Linked DNA regions of Mus musculus: region 1 is linked to region 2. The links are chromatin contacts, called in public HiChIP or PLAC-seq maps. All regions are on one chromosome and are shown on one strand. The core of a region is the stretch at or near the end of the contact, and the rest is flanking DNA. Distances in the headings are between cores, read along the strand shown. Region 1 has its middle 49 kb from the start of Gm42190. Region 2 overlaps Mtfr1 (mitochondrial fission regulator 1).

The links. HiChIP or PLAC-seq counts read pairs in DNA pulled down with a chosen protein or histone mark.
Region 1: a contact with region 2 is called in a FOXA1 HiChIP or PLAC-seq map of pancreatic cancer cells. The contact joins two enhancer-like sites. A contact is called at or near these places in 6 of 39 promoter capture datasets (the 3T3-L1 cell line, the C10 cell line, liver and 1 more), 1 of 15 datasets of contacts at CTCF or cohesin (pro-B cells), 1 of 484 Hi-C or Micro-C datasets (B cells), 1 of 115 datasets of contacts at active chromatin or transcription factors (pancreatic cancer cells) and 1 of 9 other capture datasets (embryonic stem cells).

What each region holds. Positions count from the first base shown.
Region 1 is chr3:19,902,999-19,907,513 of GRCm38.p6, reverse strand. No RefSeq gene overlaps it. Among named protein-coding and RNA genes, the nearest start is that of Gm42190, 49 kb to the left of the region's middle. Within about 2 kb of position 2,618, at least 18 of the 459 cell types and tissues checked have an H3K27ac peak or open chromatin away from gene starts, as enhancers often do. A contact at or near this core is called in pancreatic cancer cells, where this site is marked.
Region 2 is chr3:19,203,073-19,207,286 of GRCm38.p6, reverse strand. It overlaps Mtfr1 (mitochondrial fission regulator 1), which reads right to left. Exons shown (of 8, transcript NM_026182.6): 3 at 737-835. Among named protein-coding and RNA genes, the nearest start is that of Mtfr1, 17 kb to the right of the region's middle. Within about 2 kb of position 2,961, at least 40 of the 459 cell types and tissues checked have an H3K27ac peak or open chromatin away from gene starts, as enhancers often do. A contact at or near this core is called in pancreatic cancer cells, where this site is marked.

The DNA.
Region 1 (4,515 bases), core at 1,369-3,868, 700 kb before region 2:
CTCTAGTCAACCCCACTTGCTCAGGCCAAAGATTTATTTATTAGTATAAGTTCACTGTAGCTGTCTTCAAACACACCAGAAGAGGGTATCAGATCTCATTATGGGAGGTTGTGAGCCACCATGTGGTTGCTGGGATTTGAACTCAGTACCTTTGGAAGAGCAGTCGGTGCTCTTACCCACTGAACCATCTCACCAGCCCATCTGTTATTAATTTTATTATTTATGTTTATTATTATTTTTATTATATTTTATTAAGAAATAAATATTTTAAAAATGTTCTTCAAATAGCATACGTGTGCTTTCAGTTTTGAAGAACACTGTAGTTAAAAGTGAAAGGATAAATAGTGTTAAATATCATTCACTCAACCCTCTGCCACAGTTGGAGTTCTGTATCAACAGTGTCTCAGGGAGAGGCAGGTATTTTCATCAGCCTGCCTCACACATGTCTTGTTTTCTCTTTTCCACACTTTGCCTACATGTCAGTGGCAGAAAGTAAAACTTAAGCTTATGTAAAAACTCAAAATGAGGTTATTTATCAAGCTCTACTTGGTCAAGGCCTGCAGGCAGCTATGAGGAGCACGCTGAAGGTCCACCCACATGGGGCCCTGGATTGTGAGACTCCAGCCCTCACAGGTCAGGAGTTTTGACTGAACCATGTGACTCTCAACTCACCCTGGAACATTCTATGTAATTTTCCCACATCTTCAAGGAATTTACATTCAAACTGACACTGCACTTGCGCCACTAGTAGCACCCAGACCACAGGCCTCCCAAGGTCAACTACTCCCATCCCACCCCTCTATCCTCTATGAAAGCCTCAGGCTGTGTGAGCTGGTCAATTCCCAGAAGATTTCACCTCAGTGATGCTGGTCTCTTCTTAATCACTGCTAATTTCTTAGCTCCAACTAACCAGCATCAATTGTCCCAGTAGTTCCTTCCATTCTTAACTCTAGAACCAGAGCCACATGGCTGAAGCTGCCAAGTTCTGCTGTTTGCAGGACATAGAACATGATCCCCTTGTACTATTACATTATCACTGGCTTTATGTTTTCCAAATCCTTCACTGCCTAAGCTTCGCTGTCCTGGATCTTGTTCTGTAGATTGACCTTGAACACAGAGATCTGCATGGCTGTCTCCTGGGATTAAAGGTGTGTACCAACAAGCCAGAATCTAAATTTAGCTGGGTAGGATCTTGCCCCAAGGTCCCACTCCCTTAATCTGTTATCTCCTAGAACACAGGATTTTGCTCCATTTCACTTCCTGGTACCCCTTTAATACTCGAAATTGTATATTTTTCCTTTCTAAGCTTGCTATGCTGTTCAAACTTCTCTTCATAAGACTTAACCAGAGAACAAAGTCTTTGCTGGGCTTTTTTTGAAACTTCCTTTGTCAATGCAATTAATCTGAGTCTCTTCACCTTAGCCTTGGGCAGACTTTTCAGACAAGGTAAAAAAAGTAGCCACATTCTTCACCAAAACACCACAAAAACAGTCTTTATGCCACATTCTGAAATTATTATCCTTTGAAATCTCTTGGGCCAGGTCAACACAGTTCAAATTACTCCCAACAACAAAGTCTTCCATATTCCTACTAGGATGACCCATTAAGCCTCATTTAAAGCATTCCACTGAGTTCCAAATCCAAAGTCCCCAAATCCACATTCTTTCAAATAAAAGCATGGTTAGGCTTATCACAGCAATACCCCAGTCCCTGGTACCAACTTGTCTTAGCCAGGGTTTCCTTTCTTTCTTTCTTTCTTTCTTTCTTTCTTTCTTTCTTTCTTTCTTTCTTTCTTTCTTTCTTTCTTTCCTTCTTTCTTTCTTTCTTTCTTTCTTTCTTCCTCCCCCCCACACCCTCTGGAGACACGGTTTCTCTGTATAGCCCTGGCTGTCCTGGAACTCACTTTGTAGACTAGGCTGGCCTCGAACTCAGAAATCCACCTGCCTCTGCCTCCCAAGTGCTGGGATTAAAGGCATGTGCCACCACTGCCCGGCTAAGTCAGGGTTTCTATTCCTGCACAAACATCATGACCAAGAAGCAAGTTGGGGAGGAAAGGGTTTATTCAGCTTACACTTCCATACTGCTGTTCATCACCAAGGAAGTCAGGACTGGAACTCAAGCAGGTCAAGAAGCAGGAGCTGATGCAGAGGCCATGGAAGGATGTTTCTTACTGGCTTGCTTCCTCTGGCTTGCTCAGCCTGCTCTTACAGAACCCGATACTACCAGCCCAGGGATGGCATCACCCACAATGGGCCCTCCCACCCTTGATCACTAATTGAGAAAATGCCCCACAGCTGGATCTCATGGAGGCATTTCTCCAACTGAAGCTCCTTTCTCTGTGATAACTCCAGCCTGTGTCAATTGACACAGAATCAGCCTGTAGAGAGGGTCTTGCCTTAGTGGTGAGTCAGCCTGTGTCAATTGACACAGAACCAGCCTGTAGAGAGGGTCTTGCCTTAGTGGTGAGTCAGCAAATACTTGACTCCATAGCCTCCTCCCCACCATTCCAAAATTCAAATCTGGAATTTAAACATCCAGGGAGGGAAAAGGTAAGGGGAGGAAAACTCGGTACCTCAGTTACTCTGTCTTCCTGAGGTCAAGACAAAACATAACGCAAGGCTGACACCTAGTGGCTACCTACTTGCTACAGGAGCCCACCCTGCATTAAACTAAGGACCAACTGAGAAACAAAGGAAGAAAGATATCTGAAATCAGTGCTGGCGACATGCCTGCCTCTGCCCATCCTTTCATGTTATTTTAAGTTCTAAGGATAATTAAGTCACTTCTACCTCTTATCTGAGGGTTCTGCCTGGCCCTCTCTTGCGTTCTGCAATGTTCACCTGGATTGATTTCCTCAGCTCCCTCCTCACTATCCTCTATCCTATTAAGAGATTCATGTCTGAAGCCCTCAGGCTTGCTCATCCTTTGGTTCTAGCCCTGGTCTACATTTGTGGACTGTTTCCTTCACACAAATTTTTCTAGAAGTGTGTTTCTAGTACACTTCTGGCCCTGGCAATCGAGTCATAGCTTCCAGGCTGGATTTTACTTTGGTATTGGAGCTCTGGCAGTTTTAATAATTAGGCTCAGTCACTTGTCCTCAATAGGCCAGTCAAGGGGCCAAAAAAGCAAAGGCAGAGAGAAATTTATTCAATGTGGCTGCACCAGGAAGGGGGTCTGACATAAGGCATAGGTTTAAGTGGGGGAATGGAGAGATGGCTCATCAGTTAAGAGCTACTCTTCCAGTAGGCAGGGGATGTTTCTTTGGGCTCCAATACTCCCTGCTCACCTGGATTGTCTCTTCCTTCTCCTGCTCATTTCCCACTCTGCCCAAGCCTTACACATGGGGCTTTGCTCCCGGGCTGCCTTCAGGCCCCCTTCCTTCTCCCTTACCCTTTATGGTCTCACATACTAAGACCCCGGATAGCGCTCCACTTACCTCTCGGTCTTTGCCATTCTGCTTTCACTGTCATTTCTCATCCAGATGTTTACTAGTTACCAAATTGGTTTCTCAGCTGCATCCTTGTTAGCTCTCTTCCCCAGTGTGGTCAGGGGCATTTTCCCTATGACCCCACTTCTTTAAAGCTTCTTTCCACGGCAAATAAACTTCAGACCCAGCCCTGCCTGCTTGGCTCCTTATCTTGCTTCATCTCTGGGGTTTAGCTCCTAAAAAATTAACAGTGTCTCTTTTCTCCTCTCTTCACTACCTTCCTCCCTTCCACACCGTGAATTTTGCCCTAGACATTTCCTTGCTTGGGATCCACTTTCCTTCTCTTCCGCTCTCTTCTTAATACATATGTTCTCTCCTGCCTCTTCTGGAGTACTCTCCTGAGGCCCCAGCCAGGAACACTTTCTCTGTGACCCAATGCACTGCACTTCCTAACTAAAACTGTTCCCAGGGGCTAGAGGGATGGCTCAGTGCTTAAGATGGCTCTTATTCCAGAGAACTTGGCTTTGATTCCCAGAACCCACAAGGAGGCTCACAACCCTCTGCAATGTCAGTTCCAGGCAATTCAGTGCCCTCGAGTCTTCTCCAGGCACACACGTGCTGCACAGACAGACATACAGGCAGAGGAGACACCCACACACATGAAATAAACTGCTTCCAAACTCACTCCATACACCCCCTTTTCCCACTCCACTTTCCACTGGCACCAGTGTGCTAACATAACTGCATTCACCCCGAATTTTCTTTGCAGGTCTTCTCAAGCCCTTTACACATTGATGTAGATATCAATAGAGTGAAAATTAGCTCCCCAAGTTTTGGTCATGGACCTCTTTTACCACAAGCATCCTGAGATGTGAGTGCTTCAGGGTGAGAGACCTGTGACACAATTTACCATTTCATTATAGACTGGGGAACAAGGACTGAAAAGCCAAAGTTAAACCCATGGCTATTCCACTGCTATATAACATCAAACAAAATCATTTTCACACTTTCCTTATGCTAGAAGACACTTAGAATGCAGGATTTGTCACAAAGATTATTGACTGCTCCAACAGTTTGTGCACAGTATG
Region 2 (4,214 bases), core at 1,712-4,211:
AATTCATAACAACAAAACCTGCAAAGTTCTTTCCCTCGCCCTTCTCAGTGATGAACTGGCAGGGCTACTGCCAGGGAGGAAAGGATTACTTTTTCTTTACAAGTATTTACTTACTTATTGACTCTGTGTGTGTGTGTGTGTGTGTGTGTGTGTGTGTGTGCGCACGCGCGCATGTCACTATGAGGGGGCAAATTGGAGGACAACTTAAAAGAGCCACTTTTCTCCTTTCACATGTGGGTCCCAGGGATTAAAGTCCTCATGCTTTGTTGCATCTTGCTCTCCCCAAGAAACGTTTCTTAAGTACAAAAGGTACAGCTAAATGTCAGAATATTTGCCTAGTATACCTAAGAACCTCAGGTCAACCCTAACCACCACAAAACCAAAGCAATAACAAAAAAGGGCTTCTTTAGGATCAGAAGAGCTAAAGGAGGCATATTAAATAACAACCCAAAGGCCAAGCAGGTTCAGGGTCACCTGGGAATTACCAACTGTCTCACCCTGGGCTTCCCAAGCTTCCTCTAGGCATTTTCAGGGAGGATAAATGTTGAGGATCTGGAATAATCACTTCAGAGCAACTAAAATTAGAAAGACCTTGCTTGCCTGTTAATCCTCTCTATTTCAGTGTTAATAGGAGAAAGCCTCAAAAACAATTCAGTATTTCTAAAAACACTGTGCCTAATCACATATTTCTAAGGCACATATTACCATTTAAATATGAAAAACACAAACCCAATACCTGAAATTGAACTCTTGGACACTGAATCAGAGATAAGTTGGTACCAATTTTCCTTACGATACTTCGAGATGAACCATATGGTTTTCCAGACCATAGTACCTAAGGAAACAGGGAAAAACCAGATGATTACAAATTTCTTAAATCGTTAATAAAATACATGGACCTGCTAAGTGAATGCTAACATAGTAATCACAGTTTTGTAATGTTCTAAATATTCTAGTAAATAAGCTAGTATTTCTCAATTCAGAAATTAAAGGATGGACAGACAGATAGTCGGTTGGCATTACAGCGAAAAACCTTCATATAAGATATTATGTAAAAATTTAGACTAGTATCTAACGTATTTTTATTTTTGTGTGTATGTGTGTGTATGTACATGTGTGTGTACACACACACACATGCTGGCTTACATATAAAGGTCAAAGAACACCTCTGTGAAGTCTATTTTCTTCTGCCACCTTCCCTGAGTTCTGGGGATCAAGCTCGGGTTGCCCCCCTTGTGCAGCAAGCCATCTCAGCAGCACCAATATCCTCTAGCAACCTTAAATAATACTGTATTGGGGACTACAAATATTTTCTTACAATTCTACACAAGAAATGCTCTGTACCTATTCTACCATATTTTCAGTTTTAGAATTTTAAAAATGTAAGAATTTGGAAATATGAGCCACTTTGGCTATGGTAATTTTTCAAATTAAATCCAAAATCTGTATGAGGCTTAAGGAGTGGTTTTGTGTCATGAATATTATTTTTTACTACACAAAGGTGACTTTCTCCAGCATTTGTGGGATAAATCCAGTCCCACTTGTCCTGCTTAAAGGGCCTTGTCTTTAAATCTTATAAACTGCTATGTGTATTAGTAGCTGCCACACTGAGAATCACCCCCACCCCGCCCCCACCCCCGCGTGAGATAATACACAGGGCACTAGAGGATTCCTAAAAGCTCACCACATAACTCCAGCCATAACAGTTAGTTAAGTTACTGGAGATTTCAGCTGCAATCTTACCCTTCTAACCCAGAAAACTCTACCCATGTTGAGTACTACATCTGAAAGCCTAGCCAGAGAGGTAAAGAGCAGCTTTAAAAGAAAAAAAATCATAATTCAAACTTTCGTAATTATCTCTTAGTACTAAACAAACACCAATCAGATAAAAATGGACATTTAGTTCCCTGTTTAAGGTCAGCCAAATTCTAACTTAAAGAATGAAATTATGCTACTATATTAATGTAATTATGAATACTAATTAACCTAATGGAAACTTTATGACCAACAGTTAGTTCCCATTTCTTGTGGTAGATATAACACTTACCAAAACTAGACCATATACCATTCTCAAAGCACACAGTATATGAAACACTCATAGAAATAGCTTTAAATTCTCAAATTCAGTAACTAAATCCAATTTAGAATACTATTATATATGTAGTCAGAGTGAAGTTTGTGGGGGTACATATGGTGCCCACCCCACCTCAGGCCACCTCAACCTTTTAAAAGTTTGTCTATCATCTATGGTCCTGGTTTTACTGACTTTATCTGGAAGAATTCCAGAAAATTCTATGACAGCCAACAAAACCCTTTCTTGTTGTTTTTCTTCTTACAAAGAAAAAAAATCTTTGTAAGTAAATAAACTGACAGCACAATTTTGGAAATTTGGGACAGAAGACAGATTAAATATTAAAATGTGAATGAAGTTATACAAAGAATTTATAAGGCAAAGTTACCCTAGTTTACAGAAAATATGAATAGCACCAACAATGATATAGAGGACTATCAGCAGTCCTCATTACATGAGGACAAGGAAGAACTTCCAGCAGAAAAATGGTTCTCACAGTTCAGAGCAACAAAAAAGAATCAGCAGCCAAGAAAGAATATGAAAAAGTCATTATAGAACACAATCTTTAAGCTTTTTACCTTATACATTTTAATAGGTCTTGATCTTTAAAATAAAACCCAGAAGGCAATCGTAACTACAGCACTCAGTCATTTCTTTTCCAATCTCCCATTTAGTCACAAGCCAAAGCTCTACTGTGATGTAGGAAACTCGGAATGCTATTTGTACCAATTACCTAGTCTGCAGTGACCCTCCACCTCTCTAGGAAACAAAGTCCTGCCCAAGGAGGAAGAAAGATCGTAAAGAAAACCTTGAAAAGGACCAGCCCAGGTCAGGGCCAATGCTTCTGCCAGCTTCCAGCAACCCTCACTAGTCTTCCCATCTGTTTAACATCAGCAGGAAAGAATGCCAGGTGCCTTCAGGAAGGGAAGTGGCCAGTGATTCAGCTTTTAATTATAAGGACTAAGTAAACTGTTTAGGCCTTGCCTACAAAGTTAGAACAGACTGCTTTGTGTCATCACATTTTTAAACATACTCAGTAAACTAACATAATGTTGCTCTTCTGATCCTTTTGAACTAACTGCCCAGTACTTAGTATGAAAACAATAATACAAAGCAGGGGAGTATGTAACAACGACTGGACTATTTAAAAAGAAGCATCACAGCCTCCATTAGATGGTAAGAAATAAGAGGAAACAACAGCTAACTTCCAGGAAGTCTAACGTGAGGTCCTGATACTTGATTCTGTCTCCCCACCACCACCCCCTTTTAAATACAGCACTCACAGTGGGAAGAAATTGTAAATGGCTCAGAAGAAACAGTGAACAGATGGTACTGAAAAGTCACCGTCTGTGCCCGGGGAGGCTGCGTGACCTGAGTGTGCCTCCGACCCTGACTCATGGCTGAACTGTGCTTTCCAGTATACTAGTTTGGAGAAGGGCAGACTCTCTAAAGAGAAACTGCTATCAATTTTCCTCAGATGAAAGGGTAGTCAGAAAGAAAACTGTCATTGCTAGAACATTTGACCTAATTAATAAGACAATTCACTGCTTTATCTACAAAAACTGCTTATAAATAATCAACAATGTCTGCGTATTTGTGCATGCCTGTGTCTAGGAATGACAGTCTACAACATTTAGTAACAGGGTTTGAAAGTGATGACAGCAAGGAAAGACAAGAGAAAAGCAATTTGTTCTCTTTCATGTTGTGAAATGCTATTGTAGAAGTGTTGACGTGTGAAGCTGTCGTCTGTCCCTGCTCAATATAGGAATCCATTAGAAACTATATTATTTGAAAAAAAGTCAAACAATAAGCTTCATTCTAATATTTTCTTCAATCTACATGATATAGTTTCAGTCTCATATCCCTGAAATTCTTTGTAAATTAACATGTGCATGCAACACTGGGGGAGATGGGAAAATACAAACCATTAATCACAGTGTTTAAGGAGAGTGGACAAACACAAATTCCTAATTCCAAAGGAGCCAAGAAAAATTTAACAACATGCAACCACCCAGATACACAGCCCACATACAATAGTAGAATCCCTAACCAAAGAGTAATTTCTCTCGTTTATACACTTCCTCCAAAGCACAAACTGGTAACATAGGAATAATTGAGGTGTATGAATAGATTGCTAATACAA